2 separate regions of the Mus musculus genome follow, and region 2 is linked to region 1. A link is a contact called in public ChIA-PET data. All regions are on one chromosome and are shown on one strand. Each heading gives the region's core, a stretch centred on a gene start, on an enhancer-like site or on the middle of the called end of the contact. The rest is flanking DNA. Distances are from core to core; before and after follow the strand shown.

Evidence for each region. ChIA-PET counts read pairs in DNA pulled down with a chosen protein or histone mark.
Region 2: an RNA polymerase II ChIA-PET map of memory CD8 T cells shows a contact between it and region 1, with 692 read pairs. The contact joins the promoter of Lax1 here to the enhancer-like site in region 1. A contact is called at or near these places in 1 of 15 datasets of contacts at CTCF or cohesin (CD8 T cells), 1 of 484 Hi-C or Micro-C datasets (natural killer cells), 6 of 115 datasets of contacts at active chromatin or transcription factors (CD8 T cells, the HPC-7 cell line, effector CD8 T cells and 3 more) and 2 of 9 other capture datasets (adipose tissue and liver).

What each region holds. Positions count from the first base shown.
Region 1 is chr1:133,795,415-133,799,943 of GRCm38.p6, forward strand. It overlaps a transcript of Atp2b4 not described here. Among named protein-coding and RNA genes, the nearest start is that of Gm28441, 38 kb to the right of the region's middle. Within about 2 kb of position 2,532, at least 12 of the 459 cell types and tissues checked have an H3K27ac peak or open chromatin away from gene starts, as enhancers often do. A contact at or near this core is called in CD8 T cells and memory CD8 T cells, where this site is marked.
Region 2 is chr1:133,687,377-133,691,905 of GRCm38.p6, forward strand. Lax1 (lymphocyte transmembrane adaptor 1) reads right to left here and starts at 2,732. Exons shown (of 6, transcript NM_001159649.1): 1 at 2,433-2,732; 2 at 1,445-1,628. The coding sequence starts at 1,530.

The DNA.
Region 1 (4,529 bases), core at 1,282-3,781:
ATGTTGTTTTGGTTTTAAATGCAGACAAAGAAGCAAGGAATCCCGCGCTTCCTCCCCTTCTCCATCACGTTCTTCTCTGTCTCTTTCCACACTCAGAACTTGCTGTTTAGACAACTAAGTTCCGGGCATAGATCCTCATCTGCCCTTTTGCAAATGGAGAAGAAGTCTCACTCCCATCCTGTCACCTCATCTGCCTCCTATAGGAAACCATTTATTCTTTCTGATTTATTATTTGGGTACATGTGTATATACCCAAATATACACATATGCACACACACACACACACACACACACACCTTTCTCTTTTTTGAGACAAGGTTTTCCTATGTATCTCAGGCTGGCCTCTAATTCACAGCACTCCTCTTGCCTTAAGCTTGCAAGGTCTGGGACTATAAGCGTACACCACCATATCCAGCTTTAGTTACATTCTTATGAATGGGTAGAAAGATGGTTCCATTACAAATGCACCTCGACTCACCTTACACACACATCTTCCCTTATTTGTGGACAAGCATCTTTGGGATAAGACTCGGGCTCCGTGTAAATGCATGTGTAGCCTGTTGGATATTGCCAGCATCCCCTGTCGGAGTTGTACTGCTTTGCACTCCTGACACAGAGTCTACAAATGAGCCAGACCTCACAGTGAGTGCCCTGAGCTGAGCACTGGGAGCCCAGCCAGAGTCCGGGACCTGTCTAGCAGCAAGCACACCTTCTCAGCCCCAGGGCGTGCCCTGGGCAATGGCAGGAAGGCAGGAAGAGGATGGCTTCAAGGATGCCATTCCAGGCCATTTTCCCAAACTGTGTATGAAACTTTCCCAAATTCACGTGTGAAACTTGGTAAACCAGGAGAAAAGGGAGGAGTGAACGAGCCGGTGGTGGGAGAGAGGGCAGAACCCAGGTCCTCGGTTCTCAGCCCCCTTTTCCTCAGTTCTCTCTCTCTCTCCCTGCTCCACACTGACCAACAGACACTTCCCTGAGCAGAAGCCATTGGCTCTGACTCTAAGTAGGTCCATTCCTGCTTTTACACGTGCAAAAGAAATAAGTCAGTGGAACAAGAGCAGCTCGTGGTAGGAAAAGAGGAGTCAAAGAGATGCTGGGAGAGGAAACAGAGTATAAGACATTCCACACAGCTCTCCTGGACTCTAACCCCAGGGCACGCTCACTTGTATGCCCTGAGAAATGGGGAAACGATTTAGTCATTATGGAAAACATCACTCAGGTTCCTCAAGCTGGAGTTGAGCACTTGCTTGGCATGCAAGAGGCCATAGGTTCGATTCCCAGCACCGCACAAACAGAATTAGAAATGGAACCGCCATGCGACCCAGCAATCGCACTGCTAGGTATGCATGTGAAGGAAACGAAATCAACACAGAGACATCTGCCGGCTCTGTCTATTGCAGCACCATTCACAACAGGGAGGAGATCAAAACAACCCGAGTACCCATCAGTTGATGGACTGGTAAAGAAAACAGGGCACTAATATACTAGAGTGTTCAGCCATGAAAGAACAGCAACCTGTCATTTGTATTTGCAACAACACAGAAGGAACTCGAGGCCCCTCATGTTAAGCGAAACCAGGCATGGCGAGACAGATACAGATGGCCCCGTGTGGAATCTGGAAAAGCTGATTTTACAGAGTTGAGATGGAATGGTGGTTGCCAGGTTTGGGGGGTGGGGAGAGAAGGATGAAGACAGGATGATGGACACCTCCTAGCTGGAGTTAGAGAGGAGTAAATATGTTCTGTTGTTCTATTCGAATGATAGGACTGGAGAAAATGATAGTGTGCTGTTCATGTACAAGAAATCACCTTTGAATTGCTCTTTTCTTCCCCACCGCAAGGAAATGATAAATAGTCTATATTTGAATAGAACAAAAATATGTATGATCCTGTGTCAATTTAGAATGACGTGTATACCATCTATTTTCTAGAGGGGGAAAAGAGTGGAGAAATGCTGTTAGTCCAGTAAGAATGCACCTAGAGAGTACCTGCCCCACCCTATCCTCTTCATCCTACTTCTCCTGGAAAGGGGGATGGATGAGAGGATCAGGCAATGGGCTGGGTGGGTGGCATCTCTGGGAGGCACTTGCAGGGAAGGAACACAGATGGCCTGGCAGATACCCTTCTAGGAAAGGGCAGGCTCAGGGTGGGGCCCATCACCTGTAAGGTAGTATCAAGCTTCTTGGGCTCCTAGGCACCCCAAATAAACAAACTCTCCATCTCCTTTCAAAGTTTGGTAGATCTTAATGAGGGGTGGGGGGAGGGGTGGTCCTGAGGCCCAGAACACTGAATAAAGAGCAAAGAACCATGGGTACCGAGAGGAGTCAACTTAGTAGTCTCAGCTGGCAGTCTGAGCTGCTGACAGGCAAGGCTGGGGAAGAGCTAGCCTAGGTCCCCCTTCCTCTCTAGATCTTATAGAAACTGAGAGTGTGACATAAGTCAGGCCCCTGCTGTTCCTGCTCAGGGACCTTACTCTACCCAGCAGCAAGCCTTGGGTAGATTCTGACTCTTCTAGTTCAGGGGTGCAAGGGGGGTGGGGTGGGATGTGTGTGCTCACTTAGTACCCTCTTTCTGACTCTCTTCAGACATCAAAGACCATAGCTGTGTGACAAATCTGACTCAGCCACTCCTTCCCACTGTCTCGGTAGTGAGCAGGGTTCCCAGAACAAGGAGAAGCTATAGAACAGAGGGCAAACCAGGGGCCCCTTCTGATACCTCGCATGCAACTGACTCTCCGCATGCTAACACTCCACCCCTCGGGACTAGCAAGATGGACCTGTAGATAAGGTCCCCTCCCTCGAAGCCTCTCCTGACCTGAGTGTGGGTGCCCTGGACCCACATCATACAGAAGAGAACACATTGTCCTCTGACCTCCAGATGCACCCTCCCTCCCAGATGTTTTTTAAGAAATTAAGCTGCCCTTTTCTTCTCACAAGTGTTGACTGAGTGCCTCTGTATGTCTCAGCACTGTGCTAGAAGCTGGGAATGTGAGGGGTGAGACAAACTAAGCTCCTTCAACTTGACCTTGGATCCAGGGACACAGAGATGGAAAATGGAAGGGGAAGGGAATGAGGGACCGGCAGGGACTGGAAGGCCAGAAGCCTCTACTCCTTCTAAGCCCTTTCTCCTGAGGGAGTACTCAGAGGGCAGAACCAGGCAGGAGGGTGGAGCCAGCTGCTGACAGGCTGACAATAGGGCGGGCCACAGAGGCAGCTAGAGGTGAGGGGGCCCAAATTCTGAATCAATATTCCCAGCCCCTCCCGGTTGCACAGCTGGGAGCAACAGCTGGCCTGAAAAGCAGTCACCACAGCTGCCCTAGAGGCAGGACACAAGACCACTAGAGCAGGTGCCCTAGTGCGCTTATCTAAGCAGGCATTTCAGGAAGCAGCCATCCTTGTCTACCAGTGTCTGCCCCCAGGATTCTCTCCTCCCCTTCCTATAGAATAAGGACATCAATTCTTCCTGGGGCTGGAAATACAATTAGGTTACAGTGGCAGAGAGGTACAGTCTGAGCCATCACCAAACACTCCAAATGAAGGCGTACTCTTGAGGCTTTCCTGGTTACCCTTAAACTCTCCTAGCCTCTGTCTCTTTCCCAGGGTCTCTGCAAGGCTTTTTCTCATAACCCAGACAGGTAGCTGGCTTAGCTAGCTTGCCTGATTCATAGGGCCCTCTTGTGAAATCTCCCCTTTCCCCTAGGCCCCTTTCCATGCTGATCCCTGCCTGGAACAACCCTGGTCTTCTCCCTTCCAGATAAGGAGGACCCAGAGCAAGGGGGTGGGGGTGGGGTTACAGGAAAGGGTCTCTAGTTAGGAAGAACCAGGAATAGGAGGAGCTGGGGGGGGAGAGCAGGTGGATCTGAAGACTCCCTGCCAGACACCCCAACTGGAGGAGGAGATAGTTGGTCTGCAGAATAGGGACTTCTTTTCCCTCCCTTCAGTCCCCTCTCCCCTCTTGGTATCACAGTGACTGCCTGATTCTCCATCTGACACAGAACCCACCCTCCCTGGCCAGCACATGCTGGCACGGGGTCTGGAGGGGATTGTGAGTCCTGTAGGAGTGCCCTGGAAGGAGGAGGCTCTAGCCAGGGCTGCCTGTCTCTGCTCCCAGGATTTATCGGGGAATGGGGGGGGGGGTGTCCTTCCATCTCTTCCACCCAGCTGGAAAAGAAGCAAGGAGGCACTCTTTCTAGGGTGGACCAGAGAGCAGGGTTCAACTCATCTTGGGAAAAGATGTCAAGTGGCCCCCAGGTCCAAGACAGGGAGAGAGGAAAGGGTGGGAGGCAATCTCAGCCTTAATGGTAACCTCTTATGGGACCTGTTCAAGGACCCTCTCAAGGGTCAGCGGCCCAAGCCAACAAGCCCCACAGCCTGGGGCTTGAAACTGAAAACTTTTCAAGTCCCTTCTCCTGCATTCCCTATAGACGCAGAGATGCGTGGGGCGGTGCCCTCAGAGACACTCATACAGTTGGTTCTGGACGCTTACACTCACTCAAACAACAGCAGTGCGAGGGAACTCCCAGCTTTTTCC
Region 2 (4,529 bases), core at 1,482-3,981, 110 kb before region 1:
TTATTCAAAGCAAATGAAAACTGTGTCTGTACTCCCGTGTTTATTAGAGATGTTTGTACTGTCATAATCTTTGCAGCAAAAGTCACCATAGCCAAGATGCAGAATTAACCCGCGTGTCTATCAACAGATAAGTGGATAGAGAGAATTCGGAATACACATGCAAAAGATATCACTGAGCTTTAAAAGGGAAGACGATCTTGTCATTTGCGACATGGTGGATGGACCCAGAGGACCTAGCATTAAGTGAAAGAACCCAGGAACAGATAGGTCCTGCTCCGTCTTGCTTATATGCAGAGACTAAATAGATTGAACTCAGAGACTCAGAGAATAGAATGGAGGTCACCAGAGGTGGTAAGGGAGGGTTCCCAGAGGTGCCAAAGGTCAGGTAGAAGGAAGAAGTTCAACATGGCAATGCTGAAAGTAATGGATTCTTGAACATTGCTTAAAAGTGTTATTTGAAGCATCCTCTCATAAAAGGATATGTCACGTAATACATACGGTATTTAGCCATCCATAATACACATGTATTGCAAAACTATGTGCTAAACATAATACATAAGTACAGATTTTATTTACTGACTACCAAGTGAAAAAGAAAGAGAAAACAACAATAAAGCAAATGTCAACTTAAAAAAGAAATAGTTTTAAGGGGTCAGTGAGAGGGCTCAGTGTGTAAAGGCACCTGCAGCCAAGCCCAACACGCTAAGTTTGATCCCTGACACCCATATGATGAAACTGACTTCTGTAAATTGCCCTCTGACCTCTACACCATTCTACTCCCCCCAGATATAATAAAGAGGGAACTCATTTTAAGAGGGTGCTCCAGGCTTCAGCGATGGATAGGAACTTGGTCCTCTTCGTTTGTGTTTGACCTGCTCGTGACACTGATTTACTCTGGTCATCACGCTGACTTTTCCTGAAACTACAGCAATTCAGGAACAGAATACACTGTCATTGGGTTTTTACTTTGATGGAAGAGCTGGAATTTACCCATTCTAATGTTTCTAAAATCTCAGCGCCCTATCAACAGATGCTTTCCTTTTGTGTATTTGAGATTGAAAACTTCCGGAGCACGTTGACATCCGTGACTAGCTCTGTAAGGTCCTAAAACTTTATGACGTCTGCAGTTACATTTCTCACTCATGACAAGGGCTTTAGGATCTAAAAACTCATTGCAGGGATTAGGCCAAGAGGTTGGAAATCTCAAGGGCAGAGGTCAGGACCTCTGAGTGGAAGAAGATCCCCTCAGAAATTCACCTCTCAGTCAGTCCGTCCCTCTCCCCTCAACCCCAGTATCTCTTTTCTTCCCTCCCAGCATCCCTCGGGGAAACAGCTCTTAGCTCCCCAAGTTTGCTCATCTTGGTGGACCCAGGTCTGGGTTGGAAATAGACCATTCCTGTAGGAGATCAGGGGACCCTGGGGCTCACTTTCCCAAAGCACTCACCCCTGCAGGCTGCCAAGAGTCCCCTGCCGAGTGCTGGGCTCTGAGTTCCTTCTTGTGACCTCTGGAGGGGCCGGGGTGCTGTACATCACTGGACCTCTGAGGGGCTTTGCAGCTTCTAAGCCTTTTCAGTGTCGTGACTGACTAGCCAGTATGGCTTCCACTTTTCTTAGCTCTTTCTAAGTTGCTGATTCATAGAGGGGAAAAAGGGTAAACTGGTATGCATTTTGCATATAATCACCTTTTAAAAAAAAAGTAGATAATAGAATGACAGAAAATTCTCCAAATCCCTATGTATTCCAAATTGTATCATTTTGTACTATTGAAATTTCTTATTTAAGTACCCAAGATGATATATATATATATACATATATATATATGTATATATATATATACACATATATACACATACATATACATATACATATACATATACATATACATATACATATACATATACATATACATATACATATACATATATGGGGGGTGTAGGATCTTGAACTCTGATCCTCTGCCTCTGCTCCCTCAGCACTGGGATTTCCAGGTGTGCACCACCGCACTCATGAAGGTGGTTCTGGAGCTGGAACCCCAGGGCTTCGAGTACCTCATGCAATGCAGCCACCTCCCAGTCATTCTTCCTAGATCATATTCACCAAGGTTCTCACATACAAAACTGGTTTTTAGTTTTTGTTTCTTTCTGAAGCTTTTAATCTTCTGTTCTAGAATGTTCTCCCAACAAACTGCCTTCTTTGGGCTGGTGCGATGGCTCTGCAGGTAAAGGTACTTACTGCCAGTTTAATGACCCAAGTTTACCCTCTGCATGCATAGTGGAAGGCAAGAACCGGTTCCTACAAATTATCTTCTGATCTTCCGAGACACACACACACACACACACACACACACACACACACACACACACAGAACGGCTGTACCACCACTACTACTACTAACAGCAACAACAATAGTAATAAGACCCAAACCTCCCTACCTTCACCTGAAATTCCAGGCTGAGTTGGTAGAAGGTTCATCAGAGTTGGTCTACTGGAGGTGGCCACAATGCCCACTGCAGGAGCCGTGCTCTTTCTCACCCAGCTGTCTGTGCTCCCAGTGTGAAGCAGTAGGGCCACTCTCTAGTTTCTGCCAGTTGATGGAAACATGAGGGGCCTGTGGGGGAGTAGGGAGGCGACTGTCAAGAGGCCCAGCGTTTTCGTGAGAAAATCTTCTTCCTCCAACCCCCAGGGCAGTGTGAAAACAGCAAACCACTCTGGCAGAATGGAAAGTCGCTGACAGGAAGCACCCTCCACCGGTGTGCTAATAAGGCCAGGGCACAGGAAATGCTCCGCTCAACCCAGACAGCAGGAAACCCACCTTCAGCCCTCCTGTTCCCCACAGGCACTCTGGCATCTGGGGCCCATGTGGTTGAAGAGTCAGAGACATGACTATTCACCCTGTTTTTCTGAGTGTTAAAAACCTCTAGGGTCAAAATTCGAAGGTTCAAGACAATGTGCTTGCGTAGCTATTGTCATTGGTTATCTTTACTTATTTATGCTTTTCACATCTATTTACTGTGTCTGCACACATGCCGTGCCACATGAGTGGGGGTCAGAGAACACTGGAGGGAGTGTGTTCTTTCCTACTTACTGTGTTGGTCTCAAGAGTCAAACTAGGGTGTTGGACAGAGGCAAGTGTTTGTATCCAATGAACCATCTTGCACACTATGTTTTTTTTGTTTTTTGTTTTTGTGAGGCAGATCTCCCTTCAGAGGTCAAGTTGACTGAACTCATAGTAGCTTCTTGTCTTAATGTCCCTGGTGATGTGCTTACAGGTGTGAATCAGGCTCAGGGCTCAGAATGGTTCTTACCCCTGCTCCCAACCCAAGACAGGGTTTCTCTACACATCCATGGCTTTTCTTTCTTTCTTTCTTTCTTTCTTTCTTTCTTTCTTTCTTTCTTTCTTTCTTTCTTTCTTTCTTTCTTTCTTTCTTTCTTTCTTCCTCCCTCCCTCCCTCCCTCCCTTCCTCCCTCCCTCCCTCCCTCCCTCCCTCCCTCCCCCCCCCTCTCTTTTTGGTTTTTCGAGACAGGGTTTCTCTGTATAGCCCTGGCTGGCCTGGAACATACTTTGTAGACCAGGCTGGCCTCGAACTCAGAAACCCGACTGCCTCTACCTCCTGAGTGCTGGGATTAAAGGCGTGTGCCACCACTGCCCTGTTCTGTATTTCACTACACAGGCCAGGCTGGCTGACCTCAAACTCTCAGAGGTCCTCCAGCCTCTGTCTCCTAAGGGCTGGGATTGAAAAAGTGTACCACCAATGCTGGCCTTAGAATGGTTCTTAGCAGATCTCAAAAGAGCTAGAATTAGTTGTTTAGAGAGCTGTACAGAGCTGGCACCCGCTTGTGGTTCCGTGGGTGGACTGGCTTCATAAATAGATCTTCTGCAGGTGATAATGCCAGAGGTGAGCTGAGTTTCATACTCTCAGAGCCTCTGTTCCGGTATCATAGTGGGAATGGAACCGAGCCCGGGTTACAGGGCCGTTGGCCACTGTTTCTTCCTCAGGGCTTCTGGTGAGGGGCTATCTGTTGCTGGCCTGGCTCTGCTGCAGCCAGTCCCAGTCCTGGGTAACCTCTCATTTCAGGTACTGCTGGGTTTCTCGCCAGCATTTACCTCAAGCTCCCAAGCTTGGGAGAAAGTTTCGAGTTTGTTTCTAAAATCCCTTCCCTTTCGCTTCACGTGTGTCGGGAAACCAACCCTCCTGGCGAGTCAGCCAGAACCACCACGAGTGTATAGAGGATGCAGGGAGCCTCTCTCACGACACTTGCCAAACCAGGTGGAGCTCCAGGTAACTGGAAGGGGTGGCCTCCGTGCCTTTGCCATTCTGCCTCGCTGGGACCTCTTTCAGGTGCACGCTGGAGTTCTTGGCTTCCAGAGCCTGGACACAACCTACTTGTTCCAGTTCTCCCAAGGCCCAGAGTACTGTGCAGGAAATCCCGCCACGCCAGGCTCTGGGGAGCCTGCTTAGCTAGAGACAGATAGTCTGGGGGCTGGGACCTAGGTCTCTGCCTACATTTCCTTGGGATCAGGTTTGAAG